Regions from separate parts of the Oryzias latipes genome. Here region 1 is linked to region 2. Evidence: chromatin contacts called from public Hi-C data. All regions are on one chromosome and are shown on one strand. Each heading gives the region's core, a stretch centred on a gene start, on an enhancer-like site or on the middle of the called end of the contact. The rest is flanking DNA. Distances are from core to core; before and after follow the strand shown.

Evidence for each region. Hi-C and Micro-C count contacts between places; a contact is called where the count stands out from the background.
Region 1: a contact with region 2 is called in a Hi-C map of embryo, with 2.7 times the contacts expected there. The contact joins the promoter of LOC110017219 here to the enhancer-like site in region 2. A contact is called at or near these places in 2 of 5 Hi-C or Micro-C datasets (embryo and fibroblasts).

What each region holds. Positions count from the first base shown.
Region 1 is chr19:15,470,794-15,477,645 of ASM223467v1, forward strand. It overlaps LOC110017219 (protein ALP1-like), which reads left to right and starts at 3,879. Exons shown (of 2, transcript XM_023949777.1): 1 at 3,879-4,244; 2 at 4,340-5,910. The coding sequence starts at 3,928. The coding sequence ends at 5,222. It also overlaps the pseudogene LOC101164420.
Region 2 is chr19:15,074,978-15,081,525 of ASM223467v1, forward strand. No RefSeq gene overlaps it. Among protein-coding and RNA genes, the nearest start is that of pmp22, 20 kb to the left of the region's middle. Within about 2 kb of position 4,379, at least 3 of the 8 cell types and tissues checked have an H3K27ac peak or open chromatin away from gene starts, as enhancers often do. A contact at or near this core is called in embryo, where this site is marked.

The DNA of each region.
Region 1 (6,852 bases), core at 2,629-5,128, 400 kb after region 2:
GTTCTAGTATTGAAAATGTAAGGTTTAAGTTAAGGAATCAATCTTAGAGCTTTATGATAAAGTTTAACATATAATTTGTTGCCAGTGCCAAATTGACAAAAAAGGGAGCATAATACCACTGTCCTGTCTTTAAAGAAAAACCTTGATCTTGTTTTAAAATAAAAGCCTGTTGTACTTAAAAGAGTGTGTGCTCGGATTAAAAAACCAGTTAAATAAAAAACTGTCATCTGCATAAAAATCACATTTTGGATTTAATACAGTTTGTTGAATGTTCCTGCATGAGGTGCAAAAGTCGGGGTACACCCTAGATTTCTCTGTATGGATTACATCAGTCTGCACACAATCAGTTTGTAGATTGCCCCTGTTAAAACTTGATATTTATAGACAGGAACAAACAAAAAAATATAGGAGGTCTCTGTACAAGCCCCTATCCTTGGTTAGTTCATAAATTTCAATGGCTTCTCAGAAGACAACGGATCCAAATGAAGTCTGTGGAACAGCAAAATATTGGAATTGTAGACAACAAATGAAGTTATTATCATTATATGTAAGCATGCATGTGTTAGCAGTGAATAATTTCCAAGATTTCCCATAGAAACAACTATAGTATAGAAGAAACTACAAGACAAAAGTAACCTCCTTTTCTTGTATGCTTTTGTTTTCATCAAGGCCCTCAGATTTTGGTAAAGTTCATCTACTGAAAATGAGAAGCTGCCTTGCTGTAACAGTCCATGGATTTGAAGTCAGAGAGCAGTCCCACTTGGTGTATCCAATTCGCCGTGCTGTATTTGTTTGTCAGTGTGTTTGGACCCATCTTTAACTAGACACAATTACTGAATTGTGTTTCTGTTATCTGCCTCCTTTTGTTTTGTGACCACTTTTGCTCAAGATCTAAATGTTCACATGAGGACAGAAAGACATGTGGATCTTGTTAGCCGTGTGAGTCAAAGCTGTTCTACAACCCAGAGAGTTGATATTTCTTTCCTGGGTTGCTGTCATTACTCTGCCAGGCCATGATTTTGCTCAGTGGGATCTTTAATCAATCATGGATTCATTTCTCCAACCATTTTGGTGGAACTCCACCATATTCTGTTTTTTAGTTGATCCTCTTTAAAACACTGTTGTTGCCTTATTCCTTGAGGTTTTCCATCTGATGCTTGTTAGACCTGGTAACTGAGTGCCTACGCTGCTCGGGGGCAAGTCTGCCACCAGTCTGAGCTGCATGCAAATATAGAAGTGAAGATTGGGATTTGGTTAATCGCATCTTTCACCATGACTGGCCTGAACTGACCTAGCTTTGAGAAGATGGCACTCGTTGTTGGTAGATGCTACTTGCTTCAACCAGATTCTGACACAGTATGACAAAAAGGGAAAAATTCATTTGACGTGTGAACTAACATGCAAATATGCATCTTTAGAGATGAAAATCCAGGCAGGTTTAAGGTCAGCTGCAGCAAACAGGGTCATCTTTTGCTGTTTTTAAGCCCCTTGCTTCCAACCCTTTCGACCTCTCTTCACCATAAGGGGGTTAACTGTCAATTCTTTCAAGCTTCTTCTCATACATAAATAAATCTGTGCTCCCTCCCCCTTTCATAGTTAACTCTAAGGTCTACTCAAGGGAGCAGAAGGTCTAAGAGCATTCCTCCATGAAGACTTTCTCCTTTCGAACTCGGCTTTGATTTTGCACTCTTAATCCCCCCTGCAGCTCAGCTGCGTCTGGACAAGAGACTCCACACCTGATGAAACAATAGTGGGGGCTGTGCTGCCTAAAGAAGCTAAAGTGAACTTGGGAGGAGGTGCCAGGGTGGGGATTGTCTTACTGCTTCACACCACCACAGTAGAAAAGAAACAGCCATTCTCCTCAGTTTTCTGCGCATATTAGCAGCAGTGTTGCCTGTGAAAGAAGAGGATCTCCCTAAGTGGACTCGGTTTCCCCTCAAAAACCCTTTTGTTATTCACAAGTGCCGGTGCTGTCAAAGCCGGGACAGTCCTCTCCCTGATCTTCAGCCACGTCACTTTTAATGATGCCCCTGAGGCACCGGGGCCCGGAGGGCAAGTGGAAAGTCTCTGAATGGGACTAACTCTGCTCCCTGTGGTGATGTGCACAGAAGCACATCTGAAGCTCAAATCATTGCTTGATTGATTTAATGGTGTTTTTCCTAAATCCACCAGTTAATTTTGGAAACATTAGTGATTGATTGTGATCTTGATAAAAAAAAAGATTATAAAGGGACAAGTACACTGTGGCAGTTACATGTGAAGCATAACTCAAAAAATGTGTCTGTCTTTAGTTTATATAAGTGAAAAAAGTTATAGATAATAACTAGTTGAACAATGTAAATAAAAATGCAAAACATAAACATATATTTGGCTAAAATAAAACTTTATGACAGAATATTACGTGTTTTGAAAAAAGTTTAATCATTTAGTTTGGGGGTAAAAATGAAGTCTTGCTTCAGCTTCTAAACATGTGGTGCAATACTGACCCCAAGTGTACTGGTAAGGAAACATGTTAAAATGTGAAGTAAATCCAATAATCCAAAGCAAATTGGAGTGTTGTGACAGAGTTATAGTTATGTGATAAAGAAAATTATGACATATTTTACATAACGTATTCCCTTTATGACTATACTATAACAGTTCCACACAAAAAAAACACTTGTTATTTCTGAGAGACCGTTTTTGTAGGTGCAGAGTCTTTAACGACAGAAACTCTCCATTCATACCCTGCAATATGCTTCAAACAACTTATTCCAATGAAAAGTCTATGTAAATGCTTGTTTAGGACTTTCACATTAAAAACTCGTGTGTTCATGCGAGTTTCTATTACTGTTTTCAGGCACCACATACACAATACGTGGCCATACGCGGTCATAAAAGGCAAACCCGATTAAACTTTGGCAATTCAGGGACTCAGATTAGGTAATGACACATGGATGAATTCCCTTTTAATTCATGGAAGTACCAACCTTTTAAAAATTGATCAGGGAGGAGAAATTAATAATTGCGGTTTGTGTCTGGGAAGAATTATATTACACCAAGTCTTTCAAATATCGAAATAAAAGAAAAAATCATAAATACATCTTCTACATCTTTTGACTTAGTTCAGAATCGGGACACATGTTTTGGACCTCGTATGATGATTATTATCCACTAAGGCTTTTTGCTCTTTAATCTGGATGGTTATGATAGAAAAAGTTCATTAAAGCATCACATGAGCTCAGAAGTCACTGAATGTTTAAACCTGCAAACAATTGAGGGATTTGTACTGAAATGGTGTGAGAGACTGAAAGCTGCTGTGTATGAATGTTTGCCACAGATCCAGAATGAGTGATCAACGGAGCTCTGAACTGTTGACCGATATTAGAAGGATTATTGAGGGGATGGAGTGGGAGGAAGCACTCTCCATGAATGATCCTGGTGATGGTCAGAGGGATTGTACGCCTCTACCATCAATAATGGACACACTGTAAGTGCTTTGAGCGTCTGGAAAATCGCAGATAAATCCAATTCCTTATTATTATCTTCCATGCTTTCTCCCGCTATTCTCTGAATCCCTGGTATTTCTCCAGTTTCTCATGTTCCTTCTTTTTGAGGCAATACCACCACATTCACCTAAGCGGCTCTCCTCTGTTCTTTATCCAATGCAATGTTAAGGCCCGTACACACCGGGACGAATATTCGCCAGGCGTTATTCGCCAGCGTTTTTCGCCACGTTTTTTGTGTTCACACCCAGGCGATTTTCGCTGACGATGAGCCGAGCGAACATGCAATTTCATTCCCTGACATTAGATGGCGCTTAATGTAAAACAGAAATACTCCTGAACACAAGGTGGCGCTGCACAACTTTATGCTTCCTAAAGTCGCTTTTCACTAAGAAGAAGAGAGCCTGTATTTACGCGCTTGTCAGAATCAAACAAAGAAAACATGGATATTTCAAGCACCAGTAGCTCCAGTTCCAGTTCCAGCGATGAAGAAATTATTGTTCTGTTGAATGCTGAAAGACGCCGGAAAAGACGCCGATTTTGGGTACATCCCATAAATACGAGAAGAGAAGAACATGGGGAGTTTTATCGACTGATACAAGAGCTGAAAATGTATCATGAGCGTTTTCGGGGATATTTTAGAATGTCCGTCAGTGAGTTCGAAAATTTACTTCAACAACTGGCTCCCTCGCTGACGAAAGAACAGACACACTACCGTAAACCAATCGACCCAGAACAGCGTTTGGCCGTGTGTTTACGGTGAGTTCGTTTACATTGTTATTCACTTCAATGAATGTTGTAAAAACATATGTTAAGTGTTGTTAAAAACTAGTATTTGTCTATTTCTATTTCAGTTTTCTAAGCACTGGGGACTCGTACCGCACTATTGCGTCCAGCTTTCGACTTGGTGTGTCAACTGTGGCTTCGATAGTGAGAGAAACCTGTGATGCATTGTGGCACTGCCTCAGAGATGAACATTTGCCTGTGCCTACTGAAGAGATGTGGAGGAGTACAGCCAGGAGATTCCATGAAAGATGGAATTTCCCTAACTGCTTGGGAGCCATGGATGGGAAACGCATATCCATCCAGGCAACTGCAAACTCTGGTTCTCTCTACTTTAATTATAAAGGTACATTCTCCGTTGTCTTGCTGGCCTTAGTTGATGCAGATTACCGCTTCCTGATGGTTGATGTGGGGAGCTATGGCAGCAACAGTGATGGAGGAATCTTTGCCAATTCTGGACTAGGAAAGGCACTCAGAGATGGAACTCTGAATGTTCCCCCACCAAGTGAACTTCCAGGTGCTCCTGAGCTCGGAAAAGTTAACCATGTCATTGTAGCAGATGAAGCTTTTCCGCTGAAACCATATCTCCTCCGGCCATACCCTGGACGCCGCCTCCCCACAGACAAGAGAGTTTTCAATTATCGTTTGTCTCGGGCACGGCGCATCTCTGAAAATGTATTTGGCATCCTCAGTCAACGCTTCCGGGTTTTCCAAAGAACTTTACAGGTTCAACCAAGTGTTGTTGACAAAGTTGTCAAAGCTGCTTGTGTATTGTGCAATTATTTGCGCCCGAAAGGAGAAGACCAGAATCATGCCACAGAAGATGACCGTGATTGTGAGCAACCACTACAAGGCTTTGAACATTGTAGAGGGCAGCGGGCATCTGTGGAGGCCCAAAATGTCCGAGAACTGTACAAAGAGTACTTCAACTCACCAGCAGGAGAAGTTGCTTAGCAGTATGAACATGTGAACCATGCTCTGGGGAACAGATGATATCAACCTGAAAATTTGAGCCATTTTAATTATATTTTCCATTGTGAAAACCGCTAGTGTATGTGTATATATGCAATTTCTTTGAACTTGAATACACTATCAAATCTATTGCATCTGATTCTTCATTAATTAATATGGCAGCACTCACCACAACAAATTAAACATTTTTGATATATGTTCTAGCAAAGTTAAAGCGTGTTTTTTTTGTAAAATGTAAAGTAATTTGGTCACTTCAACATATACTTATTTACAACTAAATGTAAGGTGTACGTTTTAAAGTGTGTCATTTTAATAAACATTTTTACTAGCTTTTTCTTTAAGATGTTCTCATTCCCTGCACAATGCTGTGCCCATAATAGTTATGTTCCTGTAGATGTTGCCTATAAATGCAGTGACTCCATAATTGGGCACATAGCTATTTCAATAAGAGGTCACGAATACTTATGTCCAAAAATATGCAAAATCTCAAAATGCTACATTACTTTCAAGACACTGATGCACAATTTCTTTAGGAAAAATGAAACGTTTTATTTTAAATGAACTATGATGAGCTGCAAGAACAATCACAAAGAATGTAAACAAAGGAGCGTGCAAATAAGTCACAATGACTGCAGTGCAAATGAAGAGTAGTGCAAATAAACATTTATGAAATAGCTATTTATAAATAAATTTCCTGAATATAAAACAAAAAAAGACAGAATTAAAATGTATACAGTAAAAATCTAGGGTTGCCATGACGTAGAGCAGCCATAGTTTGGTGGGGTCTGCGGGGGGAGCTGGTGGTAGGACACCGGTGAATGCTGCGGAAAAACAGCAGAAGAGGCCTGGCCAAACTCAGCATCATGCAATAGCTGATGGATTCTGAGTTTGACCGAAGACTGTACAGCTGGGGACAGTCTTCTTCATGTTGGTATTAAACCAATAGCAAACAGATAATTTTCACCGTTTAGTTGTTCTCTTCTTTGCTCTCTGCGTTCCTCTTTTTCTCTTCTCCGTTCCTCTTTCTCATTTTCCCTCGCTTCCTTTGACAAAAGGTACCGGTCCAACAAGTCTGGTGTCTCAGGCCTTTTTCTTTTGTTACAAGTAGTAGGCTTCACAGTTGTGGCTGGAGGAGGTCGATCCTGAGGATGTGCTTGCCGATGCTTCTCTGTCGCTGACATCTTCATTAATTACCACTTCATCAACCCCTTCATCCGTATTTTCCTGGGAAATATTACTGTGGACACTGTAAAGACAAATTCAGTTTACATCAGAAACAAGAACTCACACTGTGGGCCATGCCACACTTCATACCCATTTTGACAAAATACCCCAGAGCTTAATGTTTAAATAATTTTGTTTAGATTCATACTAATTTAATTGTACCATATGTCAGGCAACAAAATTTCAGCAGAGGTTACCTATACACAGAACATAAACTAATATATTGAACTAGAGGTGTGATTGCATTGTAAACAGGGAACATGCAATGATATCATGTTAATCATGTTAATCAATGTTTAATGATAATATTACCTTCAAAATTCTGTTGATGCTGCGAGGAACTCCATCACCTTCATAAATTTCCAGGCCTTCTTTTGTTTAGCCGCCT
Region 2 (6,548 bases), core at 3,129-5,628:
ATCTGAACTGTCAAAAAACACTGGCAGTATAATGCAAGTTTATATTGAAGTTAAAAAAAAAACTAGTAACCCCTCTCTAGAGTTTTTTTTTTATGTATTTTTATGTGGTAAATCAAGTCCCATAGATACACATACAGTAAAAATCTATTTTGTTTGGGTTAACCGTTTCACAAAATCTGTGCTGTTTGTCATTTATAAGGAGAAAATGACGAGAAGACTGTGTATCTTTCTTCAAAGATATGTGTTTGATAGAAGTCAAAATGGCTATGAAAAAAACTGCTGGTTTGTGGAAGCCCCCCTGCAGGCCAGTTTAAAAGCTGCTCGCCATTAGTTTCTAGAAACTCTGTTGCACTTGCAGTTTGCAGCTGTAAATCATATGCACCCCCACATAAAAGAGCAGTCTGGACAATGTTCACACTGCCACCAGTCTCACAGGCCTCATCAAGCCCCTTGCTGTTCTGGGACCATCAGGACATCCCCTTTTCAAAACACACACAACCCACACAGGTCCTTTATGCTTCCTTTCTCTCCCAACAATCAAAGGCCATATGGCAAACATATTCCTATGGTTCACTGGCTTTTATGGTTGTTGCCTAAAGAATGGGCTGACGCTTGGTTTGAGGGACAAAATAATGTAGTTTCCTAAAGTCTATTAGAGAAGCTTTATTGCGGCCCACAGCAGGCCTGGACTGCAAGAACCATATTGGTTTTGTTTTTACAATTCTTCTTTCTTTGAGCAAAAATGTACCTCCCACCACAAAAAAAAAATCACAAAGTTTGCACACACCTCTTACCCAGCAAAAATGAATTTTTGACACAGCGAACGTGTAGGTTTTGAAAGGCGTTATTGTCGCAAGCTTGCAAAAGCAGCATTTCCCTGTTCTTTGCACATTTTTAATCGGAATACTGTGAAAATTTGATACACGAATCCTTGGCTTAAGCCTAATAAAACCACATGACCTAAATATATGATCATATCAGGAAAGTGGCCATGGTTAACAAAAACCTTGCCTGCCAAGGAAATCCAAATGTTTACTTTAGTAGATTCTTCTAAAAGTTTCGTAGATCTGTCCGTCACCACCAGACGACCAAAAAAATGAAATAGTTGCTTTGGAGAGAAAAAACAGAAGAAAAGTCACCGTTTTGAAAAATAAAGTGGTTTTATTTATGTATTTAACGCCACTTTCTAATATTGGTAATTAACGCTGTTCAATAGGGAAAGAGAGCAGGTGTGTTTTTTAGTTTTTTTCGAATAAACTTAAAGATGACCTGCTGAAGAGCTCATCACAACCTCCATGCTCTTTACTCCATTTGTTTATATGTCATTTCATCACTTGGGTGAGCTAATTGGGCTTCACCTAGCGATTCAACTATAATTAACCAGCCAGCAAAAAGGGATTGCATCCTGCTTGAAATATTTAAATCATGGAGGAAAGTGACTGTGGACTCCTGTGAAGTCCATGAAAGAGCGACCTCAACACAAAACGAAATGGTGCACAGTCTGCTGGAAAAACGATAAAGACGGCCGCCGGGGCGATATCACACTGGAGGTGTTTTTTTTGCAGAGGTGTTTTCCTCTGCTGACAGGGAGCAATAACTCAACAACATTTGGAAAACATAACTCGTCACCTAATGCTTCCCACTGATCCAGAACAGAACCACTGTTGACAACCTTTTGACCAGCGAGTTCTCCTTCTCACTACTGCACCATCAACCCAAAAGCACAATGACTGGTAACTCTATCTTTAAGGAATTTGAGGCCTCTTTGGCTCTTTCTTTTGGGATTGTGTGATTTTGGTCTTCTCTCATTTCTCTCTATGGAGGCTTTTTACAGCTTGCTGTAAGTCACTTGGACAGCATCCTGAACTGCGCCATTGACCTGCATCTGGACAGCATCTGAGGTCGCCAAAGTCATCCTGACAAGTGCTGCTGTATTTGAAAACGTTCTCCTTCATTTTGATGCCACGACAAAAGCAGGGGGGGGGGGGGGGGGGGGGGGCAACAGGAATGAAGTTTTAAAAAAGAAAAATTCAGACCTGAGAGTCCTGAACTGAGAATGTGATTTGAACTGGTGATGATTATCATTCAACAGCGTGAAACATTAGCTCCATGAAGTACTTGTCACCAAGGACTTTAGAAGATTCGTTCTGCGGCGTATTTAATACTGAGAAGATGGAAGCGCTTAGATGTCATTAGTTATTCCCTGCAGTCTGTCATTAAAAAACCATCCACTCCTTCTTTGCGCATTTATCTTACATTTTTTCGCACCTTCAAGTGACATGAACTAAATGAAATTGTCTGTTTTCAGTATCTCTAGAGGGTTCCAGTGAGGGATGAAGAGCAAAGAAAACATTAAATGCTTAAATAGAAAGACAAGTTAACAAAAACAGTAGTGGTTTTTGTAGAGCCTGATGTATAAGTATAGAAGAAAAGGGCACTTGAAACGCCTCGAATATGTGGTCTTAAACTATGTTCACAACAAATGTGATTTGTTTACATCGGATGCGTCTCTAAATTCCCTCTTTGATGCTTGTCCAAAATTGTGTTCTTTGTGCTCCTGACACATGTGGGAGGAGATACTGTTGAATGTTTTAAGCCTCATCGGTACTCCATTTCTCATTTACAATGCATGTAAGACAGAGATGCTGTTGGGAGATCAATCATTCATTAATTTATTAATTCATTCGTTCATTCATTCATTCCTTCATTCATTCATTTTCTAAACCCCTTTTTGTCCCTTTCGGGGTCACGGGGCTGCCGGAGCCTATCCCGGCCACTTGTGGGTAAAGGCGGTGGGACATCCTGGACAGGTCGCCAGTCTGTCGCAGGGCCACAATCACACACCCATGCATGCTCACATTCACACCTAGGGACAATTTAGAGTAAGCACTGAACCTATGAAGCATGTTTTTGGACGGTGGGAGGAAACCCACACCTGCACTGGGAGAACATGCAAACTCCACACAGAAAGGTCCCCCATTGATGTAATGTAAAATAATAATAAGAATCAAATTAGAGGACAGGTTTGTTATTGTCTCAATACAATAAAAAAAATGTCAGATTTTAAAATCAGACTCTCCTCCAGCCGCTGATCACATCATCTCTTGAAATTGAAACTGGATGCCACTGATGCACAAATGAGAACGAAGCTTTAGGAAGGAAAAGGGAGGTTTCAGACAAGAGATGAATTCTGCCACATTGATGTCAAAGATGATAAGACAGCGATGGCCAGAAGGGGACAGAAAGGAAATGCACAATGAAAGAGTGATAATTGATAACAAATTACCAAGTCATTAGTCTCAGGTGCAAGCTTCAGGACACACCATAAAAGCTGCATGCGGAGCTAATTGCACTGTTGGAGGTAAAGTCGCTGTGGGCTATTGTTCAGTGGCGTCTGCCTCCTCCAGTCTTGTAATTAAAGAAATCATTAAGATCCAGACAGATGGTGGAGAACAGCATCAGATAGTGACTATTGTGTCATCGGTCACAGGATGAAAGCTGTCATTACAAATGAGCACTTTTTTGCATATTCTGCACTTTTCACAGACAAATATCCTCCCACAGATAGCGTGATCGCACCACTGTTTGCATCTTTTTTTTTTACTTCACCACATGACTCAAGGGAAACAGAATGAAGAGACTAATTAGATCCAAGTGATGCCAAACCACTTAACTCCACGATAACTGCTACTGCCTCTGGCATTACATGTGTTTTTAAGGAATCCATACATGTAGGTCTCTTTCTTTGTATGCTCTGGAAAAAAAATCCATAAGAAACGCATTCATAGGTCTAATTGCAACAGATATGGCCTTCATCTTATCACAAAGAAACGTTACTGACTGTATCAAGGATTGTTGATGATTTTCATGCTTTTCATTGATGCTGAATCAATGAGAGCCCATTCTCATCTGAGCTAATGGCAAATACAGTGGGAGGAGGCTGAAAAGTGTTTCTCATTACAAATAAATGACTTTTAATGAAGTCCTGTCTCATTAAATCTGTTTGTGGAGTGATCCTTGCTCTGCTTCTTGTTCAGTTGCGTGACCTTTTGGACTCAGACCCAGTGGTTTGTTTTGTGGTTTTTCTATGAAGTCAGCAGCTCTGCATCTGTCATTCCAGGCCCACACATGTACAGTCAGCAAGGGGAGAACAGTGGAGGTGGAAAAAAAATAAGAGTGATAGGTAAAGTTATGGGAAACATTTCTTACAAAAATTGGACTTTCCCCATTGAGGGACTGCTCCCACAGGCCTCATCATGGGCCTTCCCCAAGACTGCTCCATGCTCCCCTCGGGTCCCAGCATAGCCTGCAGGAGCTGGTGACGAATGCCTGCCAGAGCAACCCCCTCACTGTCTCTGTGCAGGGACCCTGTTAAGTAACTCAATGGTCATTATACAGGACCTAAAGCAATGCATGTCCCAGATGATCCTGCCTCTGTGGCCTCAGTTCACCTCTTTATATGCAAATGGACAAAAATAAAGCTGCCCAACGCGCTTATTTGCAACAGCTTGGCTAATCAGCGGGGAACTCTGTGGCTGCTGTGGTCCTGCTCAGCAGGAACTCCATGCTATCAGGATGGCTTCTAATAATGAGTAGACAACAGAGATATCTGGTTCTCATCCCAACAACTTGGTTAGCACCAGTTGTGTCCACCAACATAAAACACAACAGAGATGCCATAGCTTAAAGCAGCTTTGATTCTGAGGCTTCAACCACACCATCAAATATTAAGGTGGAAATTTTACTAAAGAATGGAAACGCTTTTTCATTGTATGTACTTTCACTTTTTATTTCCCTTATTTTCTTTTGGTATGTATAGTTTTTCTCTGGTAACTTTTATGTAAACTGCTTTATAGTTCATATTATTGAGAAATGTAAAGGTTTGTTGCTCTTGCTGTCCCCCTATTACACCTTTTTTTTTTACCTGCATTCGTTAGCTGAGCTGCTCCGACGGGCCCTTCACTCTCCTCCTCTGGGTTTGCCACCCTGGTCTGAGCTGAACGTGACAAATTCATGAAAAAAAACAACAACACTTTTTTAGATACACGGTTTTACCTGTTGGGTTTATCTCCATATATATATATATATATATATAGTTTATGAATTGTTTTGAAGAATAAGAAGTAAACAATAGGATTTCCTTAGCTTGGATTTTTGCTAACCACGCCCACATTCCTCATATGTTCATATTGTCATTTCACGTCAATTGAGCTAGGGATTCATGTATTCATCTTTTACAATATTTCGGTAAAAAATGTGGCGGGAAAAAGGGAAACTTTTGCAGGCTTGCCACGCTAACACTGTTTCAAATATACACTTTATTTCCAACAGTTTTTTTCACCAAGTAGCTTCCCATGATGTATGAGGAGTTAGATGGTAATAGTTCAAAAATCTGTAGGAGTTTGTAGAAGGTACTACAGACAACTGTTTTTGTTTTGTTTTTTTTAATTTAAGAATTTCTGATCAAAGGCTCAGTAAGAAAAAAAAAAACTGAAAAAACAATATGGTCCTTGCAGTCTAGGACTGCTGCATACCATGATAAAATAACTTATTTAGTGAAGAAATTTATTGACTGCCAAAATGACATATGCTAATGTTAGTATAAAGCCATGAAGATTTAATTTTTCTACATCAAAGACCAAAAGTGTCCTAATCCACAACAATCAACTCAATGAAACCAAGTTTTCTTTGAAAGTTCCATCAAATCAGTCATTTTGTCATTAATGAGCTGGGGTTAAAACATGTTTTCTAGATCGGAGGGGGTTGAAACTCTGTCAAACTCTTACTGTGACCGGATTGGTTCACAAAAGATTCCCTTTTACTTCTTTAGGTCTCGGTCTCCCATCCGAGCCCAAACAAACTCTAAATCTGGACTGTTTTTATTTGCAATAAAAGATGTCGGCTCTACTGCTGACTTTTTCAAATATTCTTTTACTTTGGAACGATTAAGAAAACTTGCGGAAAAAGGATCTAATTAAGGCTAGCAAGCTGTCCTTCTGCTCTTTCTATCTTCTGTGTTGAAGTGCTAAAACGCCTTCCGTCACATAAAACCAACGTGAAGCACATCAGCTCTTAAAATCTGTACTCAGAGGCCAACAACTCCACCTGTGTTTCCAAAAGTGCCTGCACTTCACTAGCAATTATGCTTGAAAGTGAGCATTATGTGTCATTAAAGTAAAAGTTGTGTAAATCAAAAACATGCACTCATTTCAAGGAAATGTGCGTTCGACTGGAACTGTGATGGATTGAGAGTGCTTGTCACCCTCACCTCAAACCCACAGACGGCCTACCAGCATGTGGCCTTGGCTTAGATTATTGTGCTATTCAAAAAGAGCTGGAGCCCCATCAATCTTTGCTTGTCAAAATGCTAAAACCTGGCGTGCCCATAAAACAGCAAAAACAATTAGCACTTATCAGAAATTAGCTCAAGAAACCATGGATCGGGCTTGATGAAGAGCGTCTGGGAAATCCAAACGAGAATCATTAGCTGAGACTAAAACACGTGCCATTGGAAGGGGCATGACTGCACTTCGTATAAGAGGACCAAC